Linked DNA regions of Pan troglodytes: region 2 is linked to region 1. The links are chromatin contacts, called in public Hi-C maps. All regions are on one chromosome and are shown on one strand. The core of a region is the stretch at or near the end of the contact, and the rest is flanking DNA. Distances in the headings are between cores, read along the strand shown.

Evidence for each region. Hi-C and Micro-C count contacts between places; a contact is called where the count stands out from the background.
Region 2: a Hi-C map of induced pluripotent stem cells shows a contact between it and region 1, with 2.9 times the contacts expected there. The contact joins the promoter of TMEM186 here to the enhancer-like site in region 1. A contact is called at or near these places in 4 of 7 Hi-C or Micro-C datasets (blood, induced pluripotent stem cells and stem cell-derived neural progenitor cells), 1 of 1 datasets of contacts at active chromatin or transcription factors (stem cell-derived excitatory neurons) and 1 of 1 other capture datasets (stem cell-derived neural stem cells).

What each region holds. Positions count from the first base shown.
Region 1 is chr18:11,308,677-11,313,266 of NHGRI_mPanTro3-v2.0_pri, reverse strand. ABAT (4-aminobutyrate aminotransferase) reads right to left here. Exons shown (of 25, transcript XM_063796604.1): 10 at 4,290-4,395. Among named protein-coding and RNA genes, the nearest start is that of ABAT, 45 kb to the right of the region's middle. Within about 2 kb of position 2,741, at least 1 of the 24 cell types and tissues checked has an H3K27ac peak or open chromatin away from gene starts, as enhancers often do. A contact at or near this core is called in induced pluripotent stem cells, where this site is marked.
Region 2 is chr18:11,438,981-11,443,570 of NHGRI_mPanTro3-v2.0_pri, reverse strand. It overlaps TMEM186 (transmembrane protein 186), which reads left to right and starts at 2,548. Exons shown (of 2, transcript XM_510804.8): 1 at 2,548-2,617; 2 at 3,638-4,590. The coding sequence starts at 2,615. The coding sequence ends at 4,276. PMM2 (phosphomannomutase 2) reads right to left here and starts at 2,406. Exons shown (of 9, transcript XR_010152260.1): 1 at 2,281-2,406.

The DNA of each region.
Region 1 (4,590 bases), core at 1,492-3,991:
GAAGGCTTCTATGGGATTCTCTTGTGCTTGTTCTCATGCATTTTGGCCCTCGTGCTAGGCTCCCAGAAGACCCAAGGGCTGCCTCCAGCTTTCCTCCTCTGAACATCTCAGGTAATATGGGGAAAGCATGAGAAAGTGAGCCAGTCCCAACAGGCAGCTGCTGCATCTGACATGTCACACACATGTCAGGGCTTTGTTCTGCTGTCATTGTGATGACTGGGACCGCCAGCACTGCCAGCCCAAAGGACGCACGGCAGTGCAGTCCCCCTTCTGGCTCAAGACGTAGTGAAATGACAGGGGAGCTGGGTCATACTGCCACCCCCATGCTCTGCAGGACTTCCTAAAGGCAGAAAGTGAACAACAGACAATTCTCATGCTCAAGATGTCAGTGGTGCCAAGCTTGAGAAACCCTGCCTGAGTTAATGTGTATGTAGTTCCAAGAATACAGAAGGAGCTTAGTACATCCTGGGTCCCTTCCTCCTGTGGCTAGAGATACCCTGCCTATTTACCCCAATTCTTCTTGACAGTACATGGCTGTGGTATCTCCAGGGATCAGTTGGAGTGTAGCTCCCTCATCGAGACTGATGGAGAAAATAGCTAAACATGTACTTCTTTTCTGAGATCTTTGATGACTTGACTTCTGACAGTGCTTGGCATGCAGTAGGAGTTCTAGGAATACGTATCAATTTCACTGCATGAAAAGGACAGCAGGATGCTGAGGAAGGACATCTTGGGGAGCTCTTGGCCCTGAGGCACTGTCCAGGAACTCTGTGCTGAAACTTTACAGAGGAGGAGAAAACCCCAAAAATGTGGCACATATACACCATGGAATACTATGCAGCCATAAAAAAGAATGAGATCATGTCCTTTTCAGGGACACGGATGAAGCTAGAAGCCATCATTCTCAGCAAACTAACACAGGAACAGAAAGCTAAATACCACGTGTTCTCACTCATAAGTGGGAGTTGAGCGGTGAGAACACATGGACACAGGGAGGGGAACATCACACACAGGGGCTTGTCAGGGGATTGGGGGGCAAGGGGAGGGAGATCATTAGGACAAATACCTAATGCACGCGGGGCTTAAGACTTAGATGACGAGTTGATAGGTGCAGCAAACCACTATGGCACATGTATACCTATGTAACAAACCCGCACATTCTGCACATGTATCCCAGAACTTAAAATAAAATAACAAAATAATAAAGAAAATAAAAATTTAAAATAAATAAATAAAACAACTTTATTAATTTTATTAACATAAAAATTTTGTTAAAAGAAAACCTGAACTGAGACTGAACTCTTCCCCACTGAGAAAGCAAGCCCAGGCATCCTTTCTCCCTCTCGTCCTCATCTCTCCTCCCTACAGACAATGGAAGATGAAAATCAGGAGACAGAGCCGGGCGCGGTGGCTCAGGCCTGTAATCCCAGCACTTTTGGGGGCTGAGGCGGGTAGATCAACTGAGGTGAGGAGTTCGAGACCAGCCTGGCTAACATAGTGAAACCCTGTCTCTACTAAAAATACAAAAAACAAAAAAATTAGCTGGGCATGGTGGCAGGTGCCTGTAATCCTAGCTACTAGGGAGGCTGAGGCAGGAGAATCATTTGAATACGAGAGGCGGAGGTTGCAGTGAGCCGAGATGGTGCCATTGCACTACAGCCTGGGCAACAAGAACAAAACTCCATCTCAAAGAAAAAAAAAAAAAAAAAAGAAAGAAAGAAAGAAAGAAAGAAAAGAAAATCAGGAGACAGCATGGCAGAATGGTTATATCCTCAAACTCTGGAGTTAAAGAGAGTTGGGCTCATATTCTGGCTGTGACAATGAAGAATTACGTGACTTTACATAGATGACTTCACTTCTGAGCCTCAGTCCCATCTGTAAAATGGGATGATGATCATAATGCCTGCATCTCAGAGATTTCATGAGTGTTAAGTGGGAGAAGTGCCTTAGAGCACGTAGCAGGCAGTGGCTGGCATGTAGTAAGCACTCAACAAATATTAGCTATGACCATAAATGTTTTCATAATCATCACTCTTGTAGTTTGGGTTCTCCTAGAAATAGATTCTGAGACAAAGATTTGAGTGCTTTATTTGGGAGGTGATCTCAGGATGATTCCAGGAGATATTGGTGGGTCGATAATAAGGGGTGGGTTATCTAGCAAATAATCACTGTGGGTGACTGCAGCTCCGTTCCATTGGGGAACACTGGGAGCCGGCACAGAACAGTCACTTTAGGATTATCCCACCGTGGAGCAAGGAAGCTGGGGTATTTCTACACCAACTACTCCCCGTCATTGGCCAAGAACTGCTTGCTCAGGATGTCAGCTCCCCAGCACTTCTGGCCACCTGTCCCTTTCAGGTTGAGCAGACTCTCAGACAACCAAAGAACATCCTCAGGGTGAGTCTCAGATGATAGAGGCAGGTGAACTTGCAAAGAAATGGAAAATGCTGCACAGATATTGGCTTTTCCTCCTGCACCATCACCTGTGGCCACAGCTAAGGTTCTAAATGCCTCTCTGCTGGGCTATCATAGTCTGTGCTCACTTCTGTAATAGCATTTGTCAACTTCATTAATTCATTCAGTCATTAATTCTCTAGTTCATTCACACCCTCATGTATTCATCCATTTACTCACTTATACTTCCACACTTAACTGCTGACTAAGTGCTACATGCAGGCCTCAGGCTCCTAAATGGTCTATTCCAGGGGTGTCTCCGCCTGGCCAGGAAGCTCCTTGGGGAGAAGTCCTGGGCCCGATTGGTCTTCTGGTGCCAGGTATTCAGCACAGCATCTGGCACACAGCAGGGCTCAGGATGTGTTTAAAGGAGCTGAAGCAAATTAGAGCCCAGAGTAGGGTTTTTCTCTTCTACAAACTGAGCATGCTGTGAAGACCCAGGCTTTGTTCAAGCTGGGTACTTGTTAACCTGATGTTTCAAATACCTGTCCTACGAGAAAAGTCTTTGTGAAATGAATCTTGGGAATCCTGGAAGTTTTCAGACATGAAGTGTATGCAAACGCTCAGTCTCCTGCTGAATTCAGAGGCAGCAGAGGGAGGGGCTCTGCCTGGAAGGTGCCAGGCTGTATGCTGGGTCCCAGAGGCAGCTCCTGACTTGGAGTCACCAGGGTTCAAGGTCAGACCCACCGTTCCTTCTCAGGCATTTGTCTCTCTCAGCCTCAGCTATTTTTGTTTTATTTTGTTTTGAGAGAGCGTCTCACTCTCATCACCCAGGCTGCAGTGCGGTCTTGGCTCACTGCAGCCTCGATCTCCTTAACTCAAGTGATTCTCCCACTTCAGACTCTTGAGCAGCTAGGTCTACAGATGTGCACCACTATGCCTGTTTATTATTATTTTTTTTTTTGTATTTTTAGTAGATACGGGGTTTCACCATGTTGCCCAGGCTGGTCTCAAACTCCTTAGAGGATACCGTGGAAACTCCTGCCCTAGAGTCAGGCCCATCAGGGCTCCCACCCAGCTTTCTCGCTCACAGACTGTGGGATCCCTAGTGGGTCCCTCCTCCCCAGGGACCCTCAGTTTCTGTGCCTTTAAAGCAGGGTGATACAGTGAGACGTGCCAGACAACCAAGCAGGTGAGATGATTTTCATTCTGATTTCCTGAGCACCTGGCTCAGGTGCTGGGCTGCTCTAGGGCCCTGGATAAGGATCTTTGCATGAAAGACCTCAATGTCACATGAACACACATGGATCACATGAGATGGGTCCTGGGAAAGAGCTTTAGAGTGGGCTAGACGTGGTGGCTCATGCCTGTCATCCCAGCACTTTGGAAGGCTGAGGTGGGAAGATCACTTGAGCCCAGGAGTTTGATACCAGCCCAGGCAACATAAGGAGACCCCATCTTTACAAAAATACAAAAAATAAATAAATTAGCCTGGTGTGGTGGTATGTGCCTAGGTCCTAGCTACTCGGGAGGCCAAGGTGGGAGCACTGTTTGAGCCTGAGAGGCTGAGGCTGTAGTGAGCCGTGATAGCATCACTGCACTCCAGGCTGGGTGGCAGAGCAAGACCCCATCTCAAAAAAAAAAAAAAACATAAATAAAATGTAGGCTGGGCGCGGTGGCTCACACCTGTAATCCCAACACTTTGGGAGGCTGGGGCAGGTGGATCACCTGAGGTCAGGAGTTCGAGACCAGCCTGGCCAACATGGTGAAACCCTGTCTCTACTAAAAATACAAAAATTAGCTGGGCATGGTGTCACAGGTGAACAGACAGGTGAACTTACAAAGAAATAGAAAATGCTTGCAAAGAAATAGAAAATGTCTGTGGTCCCACTTACTTGGGAGCCTGAGGCAGGAGAATCGCTTGAGTCCAGGAGCCGGAGGATGCAGTGAGCCGACATCACGCCATTGCACTTCAGCCTGGGAAACAGAGCGAGACTCCATCTAAAAAAAAAAAAAATTAAAAAACTTAGAATGCACAAGTGTAAGGAAAGAGGAAAGATTATTGCCTAGCCCAGTGGTTATTAACTGGGGCCATCTAGCCACAGCTGGAGACAGTTTTGGTTGTCATGACTGTGGTGGGGGGTGGGAGACAGGGAGGTGCTCCTGGCATCCGGTGGGTAGAGGCCGAGGGGACTG
Region 2 (4,590 bases), core at 1,299-3,798, 130 kb before region 1:
GCTCGGCTAATTTTTTTGTATTTTTAGTAGAGACCGGGTTTCACCATGTTGGCGAGGCTGGTCTCGAACTCCTGACCTCAAGTGATCCGCCCGCCTCGGCCTCCCCAAGTGCTGGGATTATAGGCATGAGCTACCGTGCCAGGCAGAATATCTTTTTACTAGAAATTTAGAAAATACAAAAAACCATTTAATTCAACCTCAGTATATAAACACTTGGAGTTCAATGATTTTTCTTTAAAAAAATTTTTTAGAGTAATAATGAATGTGATTAAAATTGTACAGAAGGGTTTGTAATAGAGTGCAATCTTTTCTACTCTCACAGTGGAATCTGGACCTATTAGACAAAATCTAGAATTGCAGGAGTGGCCTTTAAAAGTCAGAACACGGTGGCTCACGCCTGTAATCCCAGCACTTTGGGAGGCCGAGGCGGGTGGATCACGACGAGGTCCAGAGATAGAGACCATCCTGGCCAACACGGTGAAACCCCATCTCTACTAAAAATACAAAAATTAGCCGGGCGTGGTGGTGCGCGCCTGTAGTACCAGCTACTTGGTTGCCTGAGGCAGGAGAATTGCTTGAACCTGGGAGGTGGAGGTTGCAGTGAACTGAGATTGGGCCACTACACTCCAGTGTGGTGACAGAGTGAGACTCTGTATTAAAAAAAAAAAAAAGAGTCAGAACTGTGAAAATCAGAAAATCAGAAGCACTTTCCTGAATGGCATACCCAGTGACTAGAACAGCTTCCACCTTAGCACAGATAGGAAATGGCAAACTTGACAGGAACCATTATCCTGAGGCCCAGAGACTTGTACCAGGTTGGCTGTGTGAAACTGAGAAGGTTAGTTCTTCACTGAGTGTGTTTCCTTATGTTTAAAACGGTAATAACAACTATCCTACCTGGGAAGAAAGATGGAGGAAGGTTGAGAGGGTCCAGTGATATCATGAAAAAAGGGTGGCAATATAAACCCTAGACCGCTATGGCCCACAGACCACATTGGGCAGCTGTTTGTTTTTGTAATAAATAAATAAAATTTTATTGGTACACAGCCACTCTGTATTTATATAGGGTTTATGGCTGGTTTTGCACTAAAGTTGAGTGGTTACTATAGACCATATAGTCAGCAAAGACAAAAGTATTTGCTATATGGCCCTTTACAAAAAATGAATTGGGGACCGGAGTTTTAGACCACTATGGGCTTTTAACAAACCCAAGTGTGTGATCACTGAATTTCAGAATCAGAAAAAGCCTTTGAAGAACTTGGGAGTTGAGCGTCATCACTAGGTAGATCAAACCTGTGGCTGAGAAGGGCAAAATGATACGTCTAAGGTCACACGCATTTGACGTGGACTTCTGGAGCACACCATTGTTACCACCAAGCGAAAACTACGAGGGGTGAGGGTAGAAGCTGAGGATAGTGAGACCATTGGGGTCCAGTCTCAAGTTGAAATGGCCAGTGTTCAGTGGCCAATTTCTGAAAAGGGGCCAGGAGAGCCTCACCTCAAAGGCTGATCGTAACTGAAACTTATCTGTGCCTGTAGCAGCAAAATCTGAAAGTGGAAAGCAAGTTTCCAAGGGCCCAAGGAGGCTCTCAGCGGGCAGCCTGTAATAACCTAGGGCTCCTCCATCTCCCTAGTCCATTGCAAGGGCTGGAGATGGGTGTGGTGGAGGTGGCTACTATTTACTGAGGCCTAGTGTGTTGTGTGCAACATACTTTCAAGAACTTACACAATCTCATTTGATCCTCACAGACACCATATGGAACAGGTAACATCCCCATTTAAAGCTGTAGATGTTGAGGCTCAGAGAAGTTAATAACTCGCTGAAGGTCACACAGATGTCAAGAGGTGAAGATGAGACTCCACTAGGTCGGTTTGACCTGGAAACCTGTTTTTAATATCATGACTCACGGCACAGCCCATTGGTTACAGGATTGGGGCCGGCACATAGCTGATAAGGGGGCCTGATCTTGGGTTGAAATCCTGGTCTATCAGTCCCGAGCACTAGCGGTGAGTCCAGATTACATTTTCCAACCTAGCACAAGTTTCCTGCTCTTAAGAGTTCTTCAGCCCCGTCTCATCTTTCCAAGCACCAGAGCTCTTGAAGAGCTGGTTAGGGCCTCCCTCTCATTCCTCCAGGGCACCCAGAATAGGGTTCAGCCCCGTGAGGACGTAGGCGGTCCTTAGCCACCCCTTGGCGCCTACCCTGGGTGGTCGATAGCCCCAACTGGGAACAGCACGGGCTCCGCGTCGGCTGCCAGCAGCCCGCCGGCCGCCACTTACCTGCCGCGGGGCGGTGAGGGTCCCATCCACGTCGAAGAGGCAGAGCGCTGGGCCAGGCGCTGCCATGTCCCCAGTTTCTAGCCGCACCTTACAAGACACGTCGGCACGAGGAACTCGGCCCGGAACTTCCGGGTTCGGCCCCTGAGCCGCAGGGCACGTCGGGAAGAGGAGGGGACTCCGTTCCCATAACCCCTGGGACTAGCGCCAGCCACGATTCCTGGACCGCAACTCCCAGGGTGCAACGCAGATCACGCCCGCCTTGTACATTCGAGCATGCGCTCTTAGAGGTTCCGGGGGCCGGTGGGATTTACTTCCTGCAGCAGGTGGTGGGGCCATGGTAAGGAGGCGGGTGGCGAGCCTTGAGGGGGTGATGCTCTTTGGGGTCGGGGTCAGGGCTGGGGCGGGCAGGCCCGACGCTCGGGTTTCGGACTCGGAGGATCCGTGGGAGGAAGCTCTGGCGTGTGTTACAGTTCGCTTTTCCCGGGCTTTCTCTGCCCTCCTTGGGTCACATGCGCACAGTAGTAATAGCTAAAACTCGCCGAGCTCTCACAGTGCATTAGGTACTAAGTTGAGGACTCTGAAACCATCTTCTGGTTCACTGTGTTCTGAGTCCCCATTTTGAAAGGCGAAGAAACCGAATCTCAGGGGTGTGGAGTAATTTGCTCACAAATTACTGTTGGAATCAGAATTGGAATAAGAGCTTTTACTGCTTCACTACCCACCTAATAATACCCTTGTGCTACGTGTTGGGGCCTCCCTGCCTCGCTCCTTCTCCTTCTCCGCTGTTTCCCCTTCCCCAGACTAGGCTAAGAGAAAGCAGCAGTTCCCTCCAGCACCCAAGATAGCCTATGAATCAAACAGAGAATTAGAAAGTTTATTGGAATAAATATCTCACAGATTTGTTGCTCGAGTTCCCCACTAAGACATTGATTATTTAGTTTCCTGCTTGGGGAAATGTTCACACCCCCTTGTGGATACATTGTCCAGCCCAGAGGTTGTCCTCCCTAGATATGTTTTGAATTAATGACGGCCGCACCTCCTTTCTTGTATTTATTTGGAATTGCCTGGTGGAAGGAGGACTCTGCTGCACTCACTGACTGTGTGATCTTTGGTAAATATCTTACCCTCTCTGGGCTTAGTTTCCCTAGTGGTAAAGTGGAAATAGTGATAACTATCTTAGATAGCTGTTGTGATGCCCACATGAGATAGCATCTGGCTTTACCCTTCCCTCCTCTGGCAATAACGGTTACCTTGCAGGATTGGCAGAAGCCTTAGAGTATGGTGCTTTGCAGATGTTCACCGTGTGATTAATGTAGTTGAGTTCCACGAGAGAAATGGTCTACTGTCTCCCTTTCAGGCTGCCCTTCTCCGAGCTGTGCGTAGGTTTCGGGGAAAAGCTGTGTGGGAAAGGCCTCTCCATGGGCTGTGGTGCTGCAGTGGGCAGGAGGATCCTAAGAGGTGGGTGGGCAGCAGTTCACCCATCTCGAAGGAGAAACTACCAAACGCAGAGACTGAGAAATTCTGGATGTTTTACCGTTTTGATGCCATCAGAACGTTCGGGTTCCTGTCACGACTGAAGTTGGCACAGACTGCCCTGACAGTGGTAGCTCTGCCACCAGGCTATTACTTGTACTCCCAGGGCCTCCTCACTCTCAACACCGTGTGCCTCATGAGTGGGATATCGGGCTTTGCCCTGACCATGCTGTGCTGGATGAGCTATTTCTTACGGAGACTGGTTGGTATCCTGTATCTGAATGAGTCTGGCACCACGCTGCGGGTGGCCCATCTGAACTTCTGGGGCTGGCGGCAGGACACATACTGTCCCATGGCAGATGTGATTCCCCTGACAGAAACCAAGGACCGGCCTCAGGAGATGTTCGTGCGTATCCAGCGGTACAGTGGGAAACAGACCTTCTACGTCACCCTGCGCTATGGACGCATCCTGGACAGAGAGCGTTTCACACAGGTGTTTGGGGTACATCAGATGCTCAAGTGAACAACTGGGACCTGGACCTCTGGGTAACCCTGGGTCGCCTGGATTAACAGGAAGGCTGAGGGTGTGGGCAAGGCTGAAGAAAGGGGACTGGGTACTTGGAGACTTTGCCTGGGCCCCTGGGAACATGTGTTTTGTGGTGAATAAATTCACAAGGCAAGAGCTGGTGTACAGGTTTAGGAAAAAGGCTCTAAGCAAGTTCTTACAGCACTTGTTTGTGACATTCAGTCAGATAATGGCCAGAAGTTTTTGTTAAGAGCCAGTTCTTAGAAGAACCTATGCCAAGGTCACCCATAGAGTCCATTGGTGTGAAAGAG